Linked DNA regions of Gossypium arboreum: region 1 is linked to region 2. The links are chromatin contacts, called in public Hi-C maps. All regions are on one chromosome and are shown on one strand. The core of a region is the stretch at or near the end of the contact, and the rest is flanking DNA. Distances in the headings are between cores, read along the strand shown.

Region 1 (6,295 bases), core at 2,494-4,993, 250 kb before region 2:
GGATTCAATTGATTCTGGTCACGGGAAGCTCTCAGAAGTGATTGCTCTAAATCCTCCTAAAAGAATTTTGAAACATAAGATCTGGAGACTATCCATGAACATTGTGCATATAAAAAGGCTATCTATTTACCAACCTTTCGAAAGAAAACTGGTCGATAGCTCTTATTTTGACTTCTTAGTACCAAGCTCCTAGACTGAAAACCAAATATTTCAACAATTTCAAATCTTGCATAATCAAATAAAGGTTGTGCTCAGATATAAATGTAACAAATAAAACTACAGAAACACAGCTGTTTTCTCCCAAGTAGTGATGTTTAAAGAAAAGGCAGCTAACTAGTAACAAAGACCACCAGGCTTCATGCCCCCACAAAGCTTAGGGTCAAATTCCAAAACCATTAACCCAGACAGAAATTGGATAATATGGTCAAGACTACCTCAAATTAATTTTAATATTCCATACCATATGACAACAAAAAAGATGTTGCAATTGATCATGCAGAAACCCAAAGCTTTGAGAGATGACAAGATTATACAGAAAGGAAGAAATATGAAGAGCAACAAATATTGCAGCAAAAAGGCTTAATAAATTTTATAAATCGCATTCTATTCTAGTAGGATTACTATATGCCCTAAACACATACAAATACATGCTAACGTATTAAACACTGCTAGAAAGGACCTGGAAAACTGGAACACCGGGGAAGCTATCATCAGAGAAACCAGCTCTTTCCCTTTCCTATTCAAAGAAAAAAAATTGTTGCATACATACTTAGCATGCATTTTACAAACAATAAGCAAGTTGGTAAGCATGAACAGAAATAAAAAAGAGGAGAAAGAAAATTATATGGAATGAAGAACAGAAAAAACAATTAACCTTTGTTACCGGGAGAAGAAAAAGCGATCTCATAAACGTTATGACCATACTTGGAACCATTCAAAATCTACCAGAGAGTAAATTACTGTGATTTCTTTCAACATAATTCTGAACCAAAATCCTCACTCTATACTTCATAGCTGATATAACTACTATCAATCAGCATAACCAGTGTTTTAGAAACCGAACCAAAGATTAAACCGGTTAAGCCCCAGTTCAAACGGTTTGATATCAAATCACTAATTCAGATCCCCTCTCGATTAAAGAGAATATGAAGAAAAAAAAAATATTAAAACTTCTCAATCTCCCCTCCATTGTTCTTCTCTCCCCTTGCTCTGTTTTATCTACTTTAGCATCTATTTTTCCTTAAATTCTTATTTCTTGATTTCAAGCCAATTTGGTTCATATCAAAATCCTTCTATAGTTAGTACCCACCAAATTAAGAAAACCCTGCATTCCCAATTCATGTCAAGCTGTGCCTATCCACAAAAAGAAAACCAAATCCACCATTCAATTAAACTCTTTCTTTTTTTATTTTACCAAAAAAAATTCAAACATCGCAAACTAAATTTTATCTGATTGGTTGAATTGTAATGGATCTCTAGAAGATACTTTGATGAAAATAAACCAAGTTTTCTAGCAGATACTTTGATAGAAATAAAGAAGAGGAGATGAATATGGCTGCTAGAAGGAAAGAAGAGAAGATGAAGATCTTCTTCAATTGGGTTCAAAAAGTCTGACTCAAATGGGTTAAAAAGCCTAAAATCAGTTTTTCTACTTCTTTTTTTTTCCCTCTTTCTTGGTCTGGTTTTCCCATTTTTTGTCCAATTCTCTCCAGGTTGATAAATATCCGGTTATGTATGAGATGATAAACCGCTGGATCTGCTGGTTCCCAGTTGAACTGGCCGGTCTGGTCCGATTTTACATCATTGTGTAGAACCTTAACAACTTTTGAAATAATCACATAGGTAAAGCATTTTAGTTTTTAAGTGATTCACCAGCTTTCTTAGCAGGTTTCTTAAGAAGAGGAAAAAAATTACTGGTGCTATAAGAAACTGACACTTCAGCTACTTATAACTACTTATAAGTGCTTCATTCAGTTTGTCGTAGAATATCAAAGAGGTAAATAACTTTTCTATAAATTAATTGAACCCCAATAAAAAAGCAATTGTCATTTGGCTCTGCTAATTTAACAGTAAAATCACACCCAACAATTACAACGATCCCATAGGAGAAGTATATTGAAAGTTATAACCAGACAATCTAATAGTGGATAAGATAAGACTCCAAGTATGACATTTCTCTACACAGGAAATGAGAACATGCAAACTAGTTTCACACAAAAGGAATAAATAAGATAATCACTTTTGAATATACTGTTTGGCTCAAGTCCTCATGTCAGACATTTTCCTTTGTCAGGATTATTAAAACATATCATATCTTTTGCATGAAAGAAAGAACAATAAAAAGTTATAGGATTCCTACATCAACCTTGAAACTTATAAGAACCCAAAATAGAGAGCATAAAATTCATTCTATCCACATAATACAAAGACTCACAGATAAATTAGCTCATTGTATAACAAACTACTCACTCTAAGTGCATTCTTGATCTGAGTGGACTCTGGTACCAGCCTAAGTGCCACACCAGCAACCTGCAGCTGGACAACCTGCAAAACCCCCATATCCAAGCATGACTCCTCCAACATTTATCTCATTCATATAAACCAAACAAACAATTAATTACACAATGAAAAAAAAAAAAAAACCAAATTAGTTAAGATTTAAAGGCACGGTAAGTTAACAATCTAATAACAGGCTCGATTTCGTCTTTTGCTTTTGCGGCTTACTATTTCCTTGCTCAAAATGTTGCTAAAAAGAAATATTAGAAAGTAAAAAGCTCAATCCTATGTCACTACAAGAACAAACAGCTGAAGCTAAAACATTTTCAAATCTGTTATTTTATCTTTTATATCTAAGAAAATGGCAAACACAAGTGGGAAACAGACATTAGCCTCTTAATGGACTCCATAGTCCATAAAACTTTGTACATTTTCTACACAAATTTAATCTATCAAACGCATTTTGAAAAATCCAAATAGAAAGAAAGAAGGAAAGAAAATAACCTTGTTGAGAGCAACAGCAACCACTTTAGAACCTCCTTTTCGCATGCCAGGATCCATATTCTTCATCTGTTCCAAAAGAGCCTCAGCGTCCTCCTTCTTGAAACACAACAACCCAAGTGATTTTTTCGTCGAAACACCCGAAACCAACACGAATTCCTCCTCTGAGTTACTCAAGGCATAGACCGGAACCCCAGCCAATCTCTCTTCTAATTTCTCAGCCGGCATGGCAGCACCGTTTTTTTTACTCAAAGCAATCTGGGTCTTGCTAGAATCAGCAATTCGAGCAAAAACCGGCCCTTTTGGAGAAAAAGAAGGCGGATTAAAGTGAGAAAAGGTGGAGTTAAAAGCGTCCATCAACTGATTTTGAGTTTGTCGGAAGAGAGAAGAGCAGTGGGTCTGGATGTTCGAGAAGGCTTGCTGGAGGTCTTGGAGAGGAGGGGTTTGTTTGAATGGCGAGAAATTTTTGGGGGTTTTGGAGTTGCTAGGGGGGTTCATCTTTCTTTCCTTTTTGGTTCACGGGAAAATTTAGGATAATATCGGAGAAAACAGTGAGCTTTTGTAGTTGGAATCAGTTTCGGGGATGAGTAGGGAGCGACCGAAAGGAGGGAAATAGAAAAAACATTCATTTGCCGGCGACAAGCGAGAATTTAGAAATATGGGCCGGACGGGTGGGTTGGACCTTTAGAACAAAATTATTTAACCCTCGATCCAAATTAATATCTATTAATAATAAACTCTTCAACACCTCATATCATCATCTTGCTTGAATCACTATTTAACTCGTGATTAATCGGGTGGGATAAGTTAGTCGTTAATTCAGTTAAATTACGAATCGCACGATTGATTTTTCATGTTTGGGGCCCAAAATTTTGACCCAAAGCAAGGGAAAAAGTCGAATCTTAAACCAAGCCCAAGTACAAAAAAGTTTTGAGTGCGTTAACAATTGGAATCAAAATTTATGGAAACATAAAATGAGCACTAAGTCTGTGAAGTAGAGCATTGAGGACCCAACCAACTTATGGGCCAAGCCTGCTTATTCTCTAATTATTTTGAAATAGAAATTAGAGATCGCTGTTATCAAGGAAAGTTGGTTATATTTGCTACCCACAAACTCAATTGTATTGATTAATTACTCAATCTATCTAATACTATGAATTACTTTTTCTTCAATTATAACAATATCATCCTTTTCAATAATGGTGATAAAGTATATTGCCATTTTTGAAGCATGGTCATTGGAAAATTAAAGTAAAAATTTACTTTTGGGACAGTATTACTATTTTTCATAATTATAAAATCAAAATCAAAATTTAAATTATTTTTAAATACTATTGAATTATTTGAATACAAACCAAACGTTTAAAACTTATTTTAATTTTAATCATATATTATTTTGAGATAAATGCATTATTATTTTTAAATAAACTAATGATATTTTAAAATAAATAAATTAAATTACATGTTTGTCAATAATAAAATAACTTTTTAATTATAAATGTTATTAAAAATATTAAAATTAATAAGTTTTTATTTCATTTCATTCCATAATTTTGAAAAATATCATCATATTCTAAGTAAAATATTTAGTTAACTAAACATATTGTTTTAGTCACTTTAAGTTGATAATGGACTATAAGGATTTTTCACACCCCAAAGATGATGGAAGGCTTGCAAGACATAGGGTAACTATAAGGGCGTCCAAATTTATACTTCAAGACGCTCTTCGATGCTTAATTCATAGCAGAGGCGTAGCCAAAGGGGTAGGAAGGGGCCTTTCCCCCCTCCCTCTTAACTCAAAAGAAAATTAGCTTTATAATCCCTCCCAAAATTAAAAAAAAAAAACAATTTAGTTCTTTTTAACATTTGATTTAATGGAAAAACCATAATTTTAGCCTTTTTTGAAAACTTCAATACAAAAATTTTATCTTTATCTCCCTCCCCAAATTTTATAATATTACCTCAATCTCCTTAAACAAAATTTCTAACTTCACTCCTGATTCAGAGTAAGGAACAACAATAAGTTTAAGAAAATATTTAATAAGAGTACGAGTAAGAAGTGAACTCAAACCTCAAACTAGTATACACGATACTTTTTACACTGAAGGAATCATGGGAGCTTGGCTAGTGTGATAATGTATAAATGTTTGAGGCTTAGGGTGGGTTTGGGATGACAGCATGGTGCGGTGCGGTGCGTTTAGGTTACTTTTTGTCTCACGCTACAGTATCTAATCTCACCGCCACACACTAACCACAGGTAAACGCACAACCCATCCAAACTCACCTTTAGCCGTTCATTACTTGGGACTAGTTGAGGTCATTGTCCTTATTGGCAAGGTTGCCCTACAATTCACTTGTTACTCTCACCCCTTGATCTTTGGCAAGTATTGTAGTTGATTCAAGAGAAGTGCTTGGTAGCCGCCCATTGTATGACAACTATCAGTTATGGAGATTCTTTTCTCTTAGCCTAGGTAATATATTTTGGCTTGGTGCTCATTCCTTTAGGCTTAATATCTCTGATATAATACGTATCATTATAATTTTTATAGACTTTAATTGTCATTACTTATTTTTACTAAATATTATAATCTTACATTTTAATAATCATATTCTCCACAATCACATTTCATAAAATTTTTAATATAAAAATTTTAAACATCACTCAAATATAAAGTTGATCTAGAATCATCTTTCTCTTCTCTTATAAAAATACAAGAGATAAAATAAAAGAAAAAATAATTAAATTTAGGGTGATATCGATTTAATTTAATTAATTTTTAAAAATTTTTAAACTGTCTATCATAATTTAGTTCAATTTGATTTGGTTCTCAATTTTTTATATTAATTTTAAAAAAATTTACACTTATTTTAGTAAAATGAATTGTCTAAATTTTTTGTCATAAACATGTATAAAAATAAATTTTCAATTTTTTGAATTTATTATTATTATTTTAAATATAAAAGATTTACTTTTATATTATAAAAAGTTAAAATTAAATAAAAAATAGAAATAAGTTGGATTGTGTATTGAAGTAATCAAATTATAAATTAGAATGATGATTGAAGCTTTATGGAATTTGAAAACAAAAGTGTTTGATTCTCACACAAGAAAAAGGCATATTTGTCATTTAGTCATGAAAGGTGGTTGTAGTGGTTGTTGCCAAATAACGGGATTTGTATAGAAAAAGAAAGCAATATAAGCGTAAAGTGGAGATTGCGTCCTATGCGGGAAACCTACCAACATATCACTATTCCTTTCATCACATATATTTTTCTCATTATTTTTATGATTTTTAAA
Region 2 (6,347 bases), core at 2,633-5,132:
CATTTGATCGCTCAGTTGATGACAGATCAAATAATACCGTCAAGGAAGTACTCTTGTTGAGGCCACACATTTTCCATGCTGTAGTGTTCCCCTCCCCAATGACTGTGTCAGCAACATTAGGTCCTTTCTGAAACACTCAAAAGTAATCATCTCAAATCCCCAAAATACAACAAAATTTACTCTACTGTTTGGAGTAAATAAGAAATGTTGCTAAATTGTTAAATGGTCCAACCTTCTCCAAAGATGTGCAAGGCCCAATTACCCCTTGAATTTTGATGTCCTTTGAACAGTTAATCTCAAGCATGCCACTAAAAAGGGGAAAAAAGGAAGCTTATAATGAGTAAGATTAATACTGTAACTGATACTGATAGTGGATATTTCTGAGGGCTCAAAACCGTGCCATAGCCAATCATATGCACAGACAATGCATGTGTATCAAAAGAGAGAGAAGCTAAAGCTAGACCAGATAAATTAACTTCGTTAAACTTTGAAGGAGAGATTTCATTTCTGGTAATAAAAATTAAATCTGAAATCAAGAATTTGGAGGTTGGCATATAAACTCAAACAAACATAGACAGTAACAACTGGTGTATAAATGTAAATTGACCAATAAAGAATGCTAGTGCATATTTATTTATCAACGCCATAGAGAAGAGAAGAAGACAAAGTATATCAACAATGAGAAGTTTGGTCAGGTAATAGAACTAACTTAAAGCAAAGGCCAAGAGAATGTTCTCCATCCTCAAATACACGCTTGAAAGAGTCTTTGAATACAGAATGACCAAAACTTTCAGCTAGAACAACAAGGCCTCCTGTTCTTTCAACTGCAACTTTCATTTCAGCAACCCCAACCTGAGAATACAAGAAAACCCATTACATTATGACAATAAATTCGCCTGGAGTTAGTAGCGTTTACCTAAAATAAATGATTTGCACCCTAAACAGAATAAATATCAACATGTACAATTTTTTTTTTACAACATAAAACATTCACATTACAAGCAGAGCTGTCAATTCTGACCTGAACCAAAAACCTGACTGATAAACCCAAACCCGATTTAACCATAAAAAGTCAACAGCTTGAACCTGAAACTAAGCCGAACTCAGTCCAACCTGAACCAAAATTGATTTGAACTGAAAATTACCCAAACCCAAAATGACCAATACCTTAAACTAACAAGAACCAGAAATAATCCAAAACCCGTACTGACTCAACCCAAAAAATATGAGCCTCAAACCTGAATCAGAAACAACCCAACCCATAATGATATAAACCTGAAATTACCCAAGCCGAAGTAACCCAAAAATTTTAAACCCAAATTTGACCCAACCTCAAACCAACTTGATCCACCCAATTGACAGGTCTAATTACAAGCTACCAATAAAAAGAAGCATGGCATAAAAAACAAACCTTAATGACCTCATATTTTCATTGCATCTTACCTCTGATGCACTGAAAATTAAGCATGGTCGCACAGACAAGAGAGAGGGGGTTACATTTGGGTAGTTCAAGTTTACAAATAAATCTAGGGTATTTATGTCCTATTAGCTGCAGCAGGTTCTTTGATGTGTTAATTTGATCCATAGACCAATTAGGAGGCAGAAAAGAAATATGAACCTAACATATTACTGATATGATAATATGACTTAGGTATATTGAAGCAAATCAACTAGATCTAGTATAGAGACTGATTTATTTAAAAAACACAAGTTAAATATAACAATGAGGAACTAAAATGTGGGCAAGACACACCTGATCAAGTGCAGATGCAAAAAGATCAAGTACATGACCTTGGCTGACAAGCTGCTTCGCAAGACTATCATAAAATTTGACTGCTTTCTTAAAATACGGTGCAGCAACCTTATCAAGATCCTTATGGGAACGTACGGGTTCTGACAAGTCTTTTGATACAATCTGCAAAAATCATATGAATAATATAATACAAGATTATTAGTATAAATTAAAAACAAAGCAACTCTCAAATAAAGATGATTTGATTAATCTCCATTTTCTCAATTAGATCGTAATTGTGTACAAAGTATTCCTACAACTACAAGGTACCTAAGAACGAAGCTTGTCTTGCACAAAGATATATTAAGGTACTAGGCTATATGAAACTATACAGGTAACATGAAAATTGGCCAAAAACTTTGGAGACAGAATGAAAGTAATCAACAGGAATAAACCTTATGAGATAGAATTTCTCTTTTTAACCAAGTGCACAAGTAAATGTGCCAACATTCATACTAATCAAACAAAATAAAGGTCTCAGTCAATTTGCAGCAAAAATAAAGGTTATACCAATTACAACAAACCATGTCCATATCAACCATGCCATATTATTAAAGTGGATTGATCATAAACTACCAAAACATTCATCAGTAAACAAGTGATACCCATAAAATTTGGTCCTATCATTTAATTTTAGAGTAAGTAAGAATTCAGAAGCTAAACAAAGTAATGGCATTACCGTGCCTGGCCCTTCAGTACATGGACCACCAACCAAAGCAATAATCCTAGCACCAGTACCAGGCAAGCAAGCTGCAAGCAATCCTGCTGAAACACTTAAGGCCACTCCAGTGCACCTCGACGCCCTGTGCCCCGCTTGTACAGGCCATTGATCCGTTTGCAATTCATCCAACAACTACATTAAATTAAACCAACCACTAAATAAAAGAATTTAACCATTTAAAAAACTGAATTCCCACGAAAAATATATCAAAACGCACCGTGTCTAGGGTGTATTCGCAATCGGAAGCAGGCAATAAAAACCGGTTAACGCTAGTATTTGTGTAACCATTTTGCAGGACTTTCAGATACCCTACTGTTGGCCGCCGCCCAGCCGAACCGAGGCCCAACTGCTCCAACACTTGCTCCTTGGAAATCTCCTTGCTACCCCTGAAAACGTAGACCTTCGACATATCCGAGAACCCCAATTCATGAACCTGGACTTGAGTTCCAAACGAAACAAAGCCGACAAGCGCATGTTCTGGCAACAACCCAATAGCCTGCTTCATCGCCGATTTAACAAACTCAAGCTCTTCCTCTATCATGCAAGTGTCCAACACGAACACAAAAACTGGTGGCAATTGAGGAGCATTGGAATTGTTGGGATCGGGAAACGATTGGAGCGCGTATTGCACGGTGGTATACTGCGGATAGAGTTCGCCAGGCAAGTTCGTTTCGGATATCATGGCATAGTGAGGCGGAAAATGGTTTCGCTGGTAACAAAAAGGGCAGATCCAGATCTTGGCCATGAAGTCAACGCGGGCGAAGGCGTTGAGGACGGCGGAACATGTCTTGCATCGCAGCGGCGCGTAAGGCAGCATCGGAATGTCCGTGTGTGGACGGATCGGAGCGATTGAAGCAGCCAAAGGAATGACACACTTGCTGGCTTCCACCTTAGTGCGTGGCCAAACGTTCCACGTCATCCGTATTGCATCTATCCCTTCGGGATCCATGTTCGCCATTTCCGACATGGTTGAAATTTATTTGAATTTTTTTTTAAATCGAAGACAATTGTTCTTTTTTTTTTTTGGATTAGATTCGATCACTAACTTTGAACTTGAAAAAGAATTTCAGGGTTTTTCAAACTCTTTTTCCTGATTTTGGTCGACCCCCTGAAGAAACTGAAGAGAAAGGGGTCACCAGGAGATACGAAGAGAGAAGGATTGAAGTAAAAGCGTATCTGAAAAGGAAAAGTGAAAATAGGAATGAACTAAAAAGTGGGCATTTAAAGGGGCAGATTTCAGATTTGTAATAACGAAATATTATCGCCTTCCATTGTTTACCGATACGCTACAATTTATTTTTGGATTAATTTAGTAACCAAATATAAATGCCTCAAAATTTGAGAAATATGTCACTACTCGGAAGCATCGTTCTGTATTAACCCAATTTTATTATTTATTCTATCTAATTAATTTCTTTGATCTTTCTTCCATGCTTTCTTTTTATTTTATATTAATAATTTTTTAGAGTTTACAAATATAATACAACCAAAGTAAGATTATAAATACATGTTCAAGCACCTATTAAATAGAATCAAATTAATACTAAAATATATATTCAAATAACTACAAAATTAAATCAAATCAAACTAATACCAAAATATATATTAGAGCAACTATAAAATATATTCGAGCAACTATAAAATAGAATCTAACTAATACCAGTACAAAATAAACTAATAACTAAAATAATCTGGATAAAAACTCACACGCGATATGTAACGATCTGATTTTTAGCCGATATCGAAAAATGCAATTTTGAAGCGAAATTACATAAATCGAATTAGTGAAATCATTAATAGAATGATTTACTTATCTAGTACGGGATTATATTATTAGATTGTTGAGTAATTAAATTTAGAAAATCGTTAATTATAATATAAAAATTAAATTATAAAAATATACTCTCTATTAAATTTTAATTTAAAAAATGCAATAGAGCAATTCAATTAAAGACCTTAAAGCAATAAAATCAAAAACATGGTTAATGCCTTAAGTTAATCATAGCCATACTTTTCCACTAACTTAAGTAACATTAGATCATAACCATTTATTAAAAGATTAATTTTGATAATTAATCTTAGTATATATATAAGTTTGAGAGAGAAGGTAAATATTATCATCTTCTATCCATTGCCGATTTAAGGGGAAAAAAAAACATAGAGATTAAGGTTTTATTTCTTCACTTTTGGCCATCGAGGTAAATAAACCTTTTTTTTCTTGAAATTTTTATGGACTTTTAATTATGAGAGCTTAATATGTTAATTTATGTATTAGATTTCTTAATTGATAAGTATATATCAAATTGCCATTAATAAATTTTAATGAGTTTGAAGCTTGGTAGTGATGAAATTAGGATGATATGCATAGATTATGTTAAGGACCATGTTAGAATGTAGTGGAAAGTGTTGGGTTAAACTAGAAATTTAGTTAAGTCTTATAGTCAATTTTATGGTATTAGGGATCAAATTGAATAAAGTAAAAGTTATTGAAAAATTATGTCATTGATTGGAAGCTTGAGGTCCCTAATGAATGAATATAAAGTCGAATTTTGATTCGATAAATAATATCAAAAGATACGAGCATTTCAGATATTAGGGCTTAAAGGGACTAAATTGAATAGATTGTAATTCATGAATTAGTGATGTGTTTCAAGTGAAACTAACATCATTTTTATAATTGGACTTACCATACGTTGCTAACGGCAAAAGTCTAGACGTAAAGGAGTAAATGAAATGTGAAGTTCATAGTTGATGTAACACCCCAAACCTGGCCCAGACGTTAAAGCCGAATCCGACGTGCCACTTTGAAGTCAAAAACCCGTGTTCCCTTTTCAGTGTTTTAAAAGCTGACTTTTGTTAAACTAACCAAGTGAATGGAAGCTATGCACCAGATAGGAAACCGGAAAAGAGGAGGTGAGTCCATCGGACTACTTAAGTACCAAACTCCCTTCGGATCCAATCCTAGACATGCAAACCGCCATTGCCATACCTTAACGTCATGTATATTTCTAGGAAACCGATTTGATTAAGTCTTTTTTAGGAAAAGTGATTAATTTTAGAAAATATCTTCATTGCGGAAGCTTTGCTTGTTTTCGTGTTATTTTGAAATCAATTACTGTTTTTGAAAACGCGCCCTAAAGCTATCTAATTTCAACAGTTAAATATAAATATTACCTATCTTAATAAAACATATAAAAACCATCAAAAATAAATAAGCGGCCTTATTACATTTAAAAGCCCAAAACCTCAAACGTAATTAAAAGGATGTCCAGTTCACCAGAAAATCAAACTTTCAGAGCGGGTGGCAACTCCGAATTCCCTCACAGCTCCAAGCCCACTATGGTTGGGGATTACCTGCGTGGAAGAAAATAAAAGGCATGAGTTTGGGAAAACTCAGTGTGTAAATTAACCCAACCATAGCCTATATCAGCTCAAACCACAGAAATAGAATAAGTTGGCCTTAGCCCAGAACAGAATTCAGAATGAAACCCATAGGCCCATAACAGAACAGAACAGATATTACATATTTATGCAGAAACCCAACCCAGATTCATCCATAACACCCCCGTACTAGCCTTACACCATGTGAGGAGACTGCTCGACCCAACCAACCGTTACACACCACAGAAATCGCAGCGAGGCTGCCAGATATTGTGACGAAGTCACCAGATCTGAATATTGTGGCGAGCCACGAAGCAGATATATGTGGCGAGCCACCGGATCGAATAATTGTGGCATAGCCACCGGGCGCTTCCTCCATAGTATAACCCAAGTCCCCATGCAACAGATATATAATCATGGCATACATCATACAGAATCAGATCGTCATGCTTT

What was found. A called contact is a pair of places that touch in the nucleus more often than the background predicts.
Region 1: a contact with region 2 is called in a Hi-C map of leaf, with 2.2 times the contacts expected there. The contact joins the promoter of LOC108489744 here to the promoter of LOC108489357 in region 2. A contact is called at or near these places in 2 of 5 Hi-C or Micro-C datasets (both in leaf).

The regions. Positions count from the first base shown.
Region 1 is chr10:44,014,493-44,020,787 of ASM2569848v2, reverse strand. LOC108489744 (protein TIC 22-like, chloroplastic) reads right to left here and starts at 3,743. Exons shown (of 8, transcript XM_017794466.2): 1 at 3,001-3,743; 2 at 2,470-2,544; 3 at 680-736; 4 at 135-194; 5 at 1-56. The coding sequence starts at 3,495.
Region 2 is chr10:43,768,909-43,775,255 of ASM2569848v2, reverse strand. LOC108489357 (protein transport protein SEC23-like) reads right to left here and starts at 3,882. Exons shown (of 12, transcript XM_053020035.1): 1 at 2,731-3,882; 2 at 2,472-2,645; 3 at 1,754-1,915; 4 at 710-852; 5 at 233-308; 6 at 1-127. The coding sequence starts at 3,480.